Linked DNA regions of Zea mays: region 2 is linked to region 1. A link is a contact called in public Hi-C data. All regions are on one chromosome and are shown on one strand. Each heading gives the region's core, a stretch centred on a gene start, on an enhancer-like site or on the middle of the called end of the contact. The rest is flanking DNA. Distances are from core to core; before and after follow the strand shown.

Evidence for each region. A called contact is a pair of places that touch in the nucleus more often than the background predicts.
Region 2: a contact with region 1 is called in a Hi-C map of endosperm, with 6 times the contacts expected there. The contact joins the enhancer-like site here to the promoter of LOC103626043 in region 1. A contact is called at or near these places in 7 of 25 Hi-C or Micro-C datasets (bundle sheath, ear, endosperm and 1 more).

What each region holds. Positions count from the first base shown.
Region 1 is chr5:17,614,278-17,617,844 of Zm-B73-REFERENCE-NAM-5.0, forward strand. It overlaps LOC103626043 (9-cis-epoxycarotenoid dioxygenase 1, chloroplastic-like), which reads right to left and starts at 1,972. Exons shown (of 1, transcript XM_008646423.2): 1 at 1-1,972. The coding sequence starts at 1,763.
Region 2 is chr5:17,659,606-17,663,172 of Zm-B73-REFERENCE-NAM-5.0, forward strand. No RefSeq gene overlaps it. Among protein-coding and RNA genes, the nearest start is that of LOC103626043, 45 kb to the left of the region's middle. Within about 2 kb of position 1,791, at least 18 of the 20 cell types and tissues checked have an H3K27ac peak or open chromatin away from gene starts, as enhancers often do. A contact at or near this core is called in bundle sheath, ear, endosperm and 1 more, where this site is marked.

The DNA of each region.
Region 1 (3,567 bases), core at 722-3,221:
TGGAAGCCGAAGGGCACGCGGGACGGGAGCCGGACGGTGGCCTCCAGCCGCATGTCGGCGGCATTGACCACCAGGAGCTCGGACGTGCCGGCGCGCTCGTCGTGGACGAAGGCGAGCACGTGCCCGTCGTCCTCGCCGCGCGGGTGGGCCGCGGCGGGGTCCATGGGCACGAAGCAGGGCTCGCCGCCGAACCGGCCCTCGCCGTACTCGAACCTGGCGAGCTCGCCCGTGGCCAGGTCCACCTTGGCGAAGCCCGAGACCTTGGGCCACGGCTCGGCCACCGCGAGGTACGCGTACCGCGTCCTGCGCCCCAGGAGGTTGCGGTTCACCATGCCCACCTCCAGGTTCACCTGCCGCGACGGCGGCAGGACGGCGCGGCGCGTCGACCGGCCCGTGCGCGCGTCCAGCCGGATCTCCGTCAGCACGCTCTCGAGCCGCACGTCCGACTCGTTGAAGATGGAGTCGGCGGGGGTCATGCAGGAGCCGATCACCACCACCTCGCCCGTCGCCTCGTCCTCCCACGCGTTCCACAGGTGGAAGCAGAAGCAGTCCGGCACGTCCACCCACGCCATCTCCGACGCGTCCGCGGCGCGCTTCGGGAGGACGCCGAAGCGCGACGTCTTCTCCCTGTCCAGCACCACGGGCGACCCGCCGCGCAGCATCTCCTGCAGCTTGAACACCACCTGGTGGTCGGGCACCACGACCAAGTTCTCGGTGATGGCGAAGTCGTGGATCATGGTGGGCTGGGCCAGCGGGATCTCCACGTCGTCGGACTTGGTGCCGTCGGGCCTGAAGTAGAAGTACTTGAGGTAGGGCCTCCTGACGACCTCGTAGCTGAGCGCGTGCAGCTCCCCGGTGGCCGGGTCCAGCTTGGGGTGCGCGATCATGGGGCAGCCGAGCTGGCCGTCGAAGTCGTAGCGGCCGACGGTCTCGAGGTCGCCGTCGTCCGCGACGCGGACGTGGTACGGCAGGTCGTCCTCGGACATGGCGAGGAGGCGGCCGTTGAAGTAGACGAGTCCGGCGTTGGCGACGCCGGTGCCGGCCGAGGGGTCGACGAGGCCGCACGCGGCGCGCGCGTAGAACAGGGCGAGGCGCGCGATCCCGGAGTGGCCGTGCAGCTCGCCGATGGCCTTGGGGAAGACGGGGCGGCCGACCGCGCGCTCCTGGGTCAGGCGCGCGGTCTCGGTGAAGCGGCAGGCGTAGGACTCGGCGACGCCGTCGCGTATCCGCAGCGCGTGCACCATGCCGTCGCCGTCGAAGAGGTGGTGCCCGGCGACGGGGTCGAAGCAGGGGTTGGCGCCGTTGCGCGCGTAGACGCCGCTGATGAAGGGCGGGATGCGGCCGGAGACGGGGAGCCGATGCACGGGCAGCCTCTCCCCGACGGGCGCGAAGTTGCCGGCGATCTGCACGGCTGGGTCGGCCGTGCTGGGCAGCCCGCGGGGCCGCTCGAGGACGTTGGCCACGAACCCCTCCTCGAACGCGTCGAGCGCGGCCGCCGCCGCGCGCTGGAATAGGTTGAGCTGCTTCTTGCCGCCGCCGCCGCCAGACTTGCGCGGCGCCGCGGCGTGCCTCGGGACGGCAATGGCGGTGGGCTTCTTGGACGGTGCCGGCAGGTCGGCGTGGAACGGCGCCTGGAGGCACTCGTGCGGCACGGAGCGGACGGCGCGCGGCGAGAACCTGACGGAGTTGGAGGCCCGGGCCCTGGACCCGGCCGGCAGGTGCCGGTGTATGGAGACAGAGGTGGGCGGGGCGAGACCCTGCATCGGCGGTGGCTGAATTGGCGTGGGATCGCGTGCGGGGGTTTCTGCGTGATCGAGTGGGTTATTGCCTGGGCGGCGGCGGAGGATGGACTCTCCACTGTTGGTGTGGCGGCGGTACTTGAGAATGTGATGGATGATTTGGGATAGGAGCCGGCGGTTGTATTTATAGAGAGAGGGTGGAGTCGCGGGGACAGAGCAGGGGAGGGAAGCTCGACGACGGGCGGCGCGGGTGGAGGAGAGTAGAGTGGTGGGCGGTTTGAACGGGCCGCGAGTCCAAGAATGAATTTGCGCTTCGCGACGCGGACAGGGGAGCCCACGTGGTGCGCAGCGGGAGGGGGGGGGGGGGGGGGGGGGGGGGGGGCGCAATGACGGGGACGTACCCGCGGCCCCGCCCCGCCTCGCGATTGCTTTGCGTGGCCCACTGTGCTTACCTGGTGCCTGTGGCTGGCTGGTGCTGGTGCTGGTGCTGCTCCTCGTAGTCGTAGTCGTAGGGTATTTTTGTTGGCAGCAACTGCAGTAGGCGAGTAGCTGAGTCTGCTGCTAGGGACTCGCGATCGAGTCTTCTCCGGCGCGCAGCCCATACCTGGGATATGTTTGTCTCTTCCTCGGTTAGAGCTGTCAATATCCCGATCCGTACTCTAGTGCACCGAGTATATATATTAGGATCCCACTATATATCAAAATGATTCTACCTGATGTCTCTTAAATTCCATCCTGGCATTACCTATAGGCTCAACGCGATTGTACATACAAAAAAAATTCTTAATTTTTGATACTACAATCCCACAGTACCATACAATAATTAATACAAACGAGTTTTTAAATAGTTTAGATGTAATAGAATATTATTCAAGTTACAAAATCTTACATAAGATATACTATTTGTAAATACCAAATACGATGGTACGATCTGATGCTGTCAGACAATCTTGACTGCGCTTCCTTGCTGCTCCCGGCCCCGTGCCAAATGTGCCGCAGCTGCCCAGTGCGGCCAACTTGTCAAGTCCCTAGTAATAAACTTTGCCTTGTTGCCCGCAGTATGAATCACTCAAGACACGAGTACGCCTGCTCTCCAGTCGATGTCCCCCAAGGGACGTTCCTGGTGTGGAGATGCGAATACGCCGCGATGATCGCGCTGAAACTGAACCTGAACCTGAACCTGAACCTGGGACAAACCGCCGCCGACCGAAGCCGGCAGGGGCGCAGATCCCCGCCTCGGGCTTGTTCTCGCCGCGCCCGGGGACAGTCGGACAAACTATATGTGCCCGGGGTTCCAATCTGTTGCCACGATCGCAGAACAACGTCGTTGATCGCGCCTGCTGGTCGGCGACGAAGAACCGGTGCTAGTAACAAAATCTGCAGACCGGCCGGCCCGCGATTCACACTCGCAGACCGCCCGGGCATCCTTATTAAACTGAACATCACCTGATCAGCATTTGTCGCCGGTCCCGTCCAAAACAGGCGTCATCCAAGCCAGGAAAAAAATCACCCTCCGGCTCCCAGCCAAGGAACACGGGGACAAGGCGGCGGGCGGCCCTTCATCAAAATTTGTCAGGTGCTGGCAATGCAAGCGAAGCATGGCGCGGACGGCGGCGGGCGTCCTCTTCCCGGCCTTTACGGCGCGTCGCTCGGGGGGGCTCTGCACGGCCGCCACGTCCGTCCTCCAGGGGCTTATTACCTGCCGCGCGACCGCATGCGCGCGCCCCGGCGTCCGAGCGCCGTGCTGACACGACAGACAGCACCCACGCGCGGCTCCCCTACCTCCGCTAGCTAGCTCTTGCCAAGATGACATCCCCGCGTGGGCGGC
Region 2 (3,567 bases), core at 541-3,040, 45 kb after region 1:
TATAGCTTAACCAAGTCTCTAGCAGTTGTAAACATAGATACTCTAACATATCTAGGGTTGTGAGCACGGTGAATGTAATCATCCCAAGCATCTGTGTCAGCTATCCCTAAAGGAAGATCAAGTCTAGCAATCAAACGACAAAGCTCGGTTCTAGCCACCTAAGGATTGTATTCCCAGTTTCTAAAAGACCCATCAGGGTTCAAAGCTAATCTAGTTTGAACCATAGTAGTATGATCATACTTCTTTTTACATGATTTCTGGTGCCTAAGCAAGTGTCCAGTGCCAGCATTAGAATTAGCACCCAACCGAGCGTTGCAAATTTGCAATGTGCACCGTACCTTCTTACCATTATGGTTTTCTGTGACTTTAATGAAGTCATCCCAAACAGCAGATCGACGCTTACCAGTGCTTGAAGAAGTCAATGAATCAAGTTCATTAGAGCCAGCAGCATCACTAACCGGCCCGACAGGTGCCCCCTCAGGGTCGACGATAGTATGACTGCTACCGACACCGAACAAGGCAGCAACAACATCTCCCATGTTGTCGACGTCATCGGGAAGCTGCCCTAACTCAACGAGCTCGTCGTTGATGGTTCTAGGGTACCGACCGTTGTTGTCATCGTCATCCATGTCCCCCTTCTCGGCACCGTACCTCAATGGCCCTGGTGGCACTAGCACGACCACGACGTAGTCGGCCGGCGACCTACCAAAGCCCACAAGCAAGCAGCGAAGAGGAGATTAGGGTTAGGGTTAGGGATTGCCGACTGGGGAGGGAGAGCCGGAGAGGGACGTACCTGCCAAGCCGGAGCCTGGAGTCGGAGACGAGAGTCGAGTGCACGACGACACGCGACGAGCCGACAACTGACGATGACGTGATTAGGGTTAGGGATTTCCGGATTGGGGAGGGACCGAGGGAGAGCCGAAGAGGGGCGAGCCACATGGAAGGAGAGTAGGAGACTCGCCGATGTCGCCGGTGACGAAGATCCGACAGTGGCGACGGCGACGGCACAACGGGGCAGACCGCGGATGAGCGAATCGAGCGGGGAGAGGTCGAGAGGAGCAGAGCAGGAGAAATAGTGTGGGGGTGGGACACTGGGAGCCTAGGACGGGATTGGGGGAGGCCGGGCCTTATGCCCCGCACCCCGACATCGGCCCGGCCCCGTGCCTGCCGTTTTCTAGCGGGCCGGACCGGGCCGTCCGGCGGACGCTACCGGCAGCTCAGTCACGACCTGGTTTATTGGGCCGGGCCGGCCCAGACACGAACCCAGCTAGGCCATACCATGGTTGGACCGGGCCAAAAAATGGGCCTCGTGCCAGGCGACTGGGCCTCGGGTTGCATGCTCATGTATACCGGTACCATATGGGCACTAGGATCCGGCAACAGTTCCAAACGCAACGCCCACCGTGGGTACTGCGACACATATGGCAGCGCAGCGGCGCGAGAGATCGTCCAGCAGCAGCTAGCCGGCCACCCGGATGGTTGGTCGAGCTGGAGCTGAGCCTTCGCTAGATCATCGATGGAGAGCGTCTGACAATGGCGTGCACGCGTACGTACCCGATCGGCTCATCGACACATGGGGATGAGGCCTGGGGCTGGCTGGGCTGACCGGCTGGGAGTCTGTGTGGGAGCTAGGGACGGAAGTCGGCGACTTGACTGATGGTGACTTGGACGGATCATGCGATCGATGCGTAGTGAGTATAAACGTACGTGCTCCTACCGTTGTACGCAGCGACCCACCCCATCATGCGTATCAACCTGGCGGGTGCACGTGCAGCGCGGCGATTGGTGGCAGCCTCGGTTTGTTCCGCAGCCATGAAAGCTCTGCACCGCAGCGGCGCAGCATAGCTCGCCTGACCTGACGGGCTCTTTTTCGTCGCGACAACCAAAACGGCAAGTCGTTGTTGCGTGCGTGCGTGCATTCCGGGAGCTTTCGGACCGTTTTTCGTTGGTATCGACCGGCGACGATCCACGGAGACGACGTCACTGTGGCGCGACCTGACATCTTTTTCTTATCCTTGTTTTTTTTACTTTTGTTTCTCGCTGATCGAGCCCGGGTACGTGTGGCGCCGGGATTGGGCGCGGGCGATGAGGTGGCACCGCGTGGACTGACGTCGCCGTCGTCCCAGGGTCCAGGTGTCGCCTCGCGCTCGGCCGCCGGCCACGCACGCTTTATTATCCCACAGTTCGGGCAGGCGCCCATGCATGTCCGATGTCTCTCCGCTAATTATATTGCAGCGACAGAAAACGTTTCACACTAGCCTAGCTACCTGATTAAACTAATTAAAACCGAGAAAGCGCAACGAAAGGCGCGAGACGACGAACGCCGACGAACGAACGTGGCATGCATCGTGCACGTACGAAGTCACAAACTCCATCCACCCCACCGTCCAGCGACGAGACCGGCCAAGTCTCTTAGTTGTTTACATTTCATTGGTGCGTGGTTTTGGCTCCTCAAAGAATTTCTGTTCTGGTACAACAAAGTCACGCGTACACGTACGTATATGTGTTTTGTGTGTGCATATATCTTTCACACGCCGTGCATATATAAAACCACGTCTCTTTCCGAATACGCGCGTACGTAAACGAGAGATCTGATATATATCAATATATGTCTCTATATATGTAGCCAATAAAGAGATGGCCACCTACCTCGTCGTCTGCGAGCCAATATAATATGTAGATGACCCAACTGACTGGAAGCTAAGGCCACACACGTGTTGCGCCTGTCTTGCTCCTGGAAGTAGGGTTTGACCACAACCACAAGCCTCCATTTTGAAAGAACGCATAGGCCCGGTAGCTATAGTGCCACTCTTTTTCTCGCCTGCATATGCTGGTTGCAACAAGCAAGCCATAGCCATATTCTCTCTGTTGCACTCTGGCACTCGCCGCAGTCCGATTGGCGCGGCCGGCTGTTGTTTCTAGGTGCTGTGTGACGATCTCATCACCTCAATTCAACTAACTACCCAGCTATCGCGCCAATCCGATCCACGTAAGGGCTCGTTCGGTTAATCCCGTTAATAATGGATTAGATGAGATTATAAATAATTAAGAAGAAGTTTAACTTGCTTGAAATTTAAACTCATCCAATCTCATTCAATCAACATGGATTGAGAGCTAACCGAACCATGTCTAAACGAGGGGCATATCCCCTCAGTGGGCGTGCAGGACCATCATGTACAATATGCTACGTGCACATCGCTATCGGCTGCTCTGCTGTCACCTGCGCGCATGCATGTGATTAATAAGATGATGCGCTCTTTAAGTATATATCCGAGCCGCTTTGCTCTACCTGTAGCTAGCGGCTAGCTAGAGAGGTCGATCGCTAGGGATCGATTAGCCAGCAACGGATCAGATGGCGATGTGCTACAGTAGTCGTGGTCGTCGTCATCGTCATCGTGGGTGCACGGTGCACTAGCTCGCCGGCCGCCGCTGATGCAGTGCATGCGCAGTCGGCAGGCTAGTAATAATAAAGCGCGCGGGACGTGGCGGGCTGGAGCATGAGATTCCCTGTCGCCGCTAGCAGTGCGTCGCCGCCTCGCCGGACGCAGCGCTGCCTCCGCTTTCCCT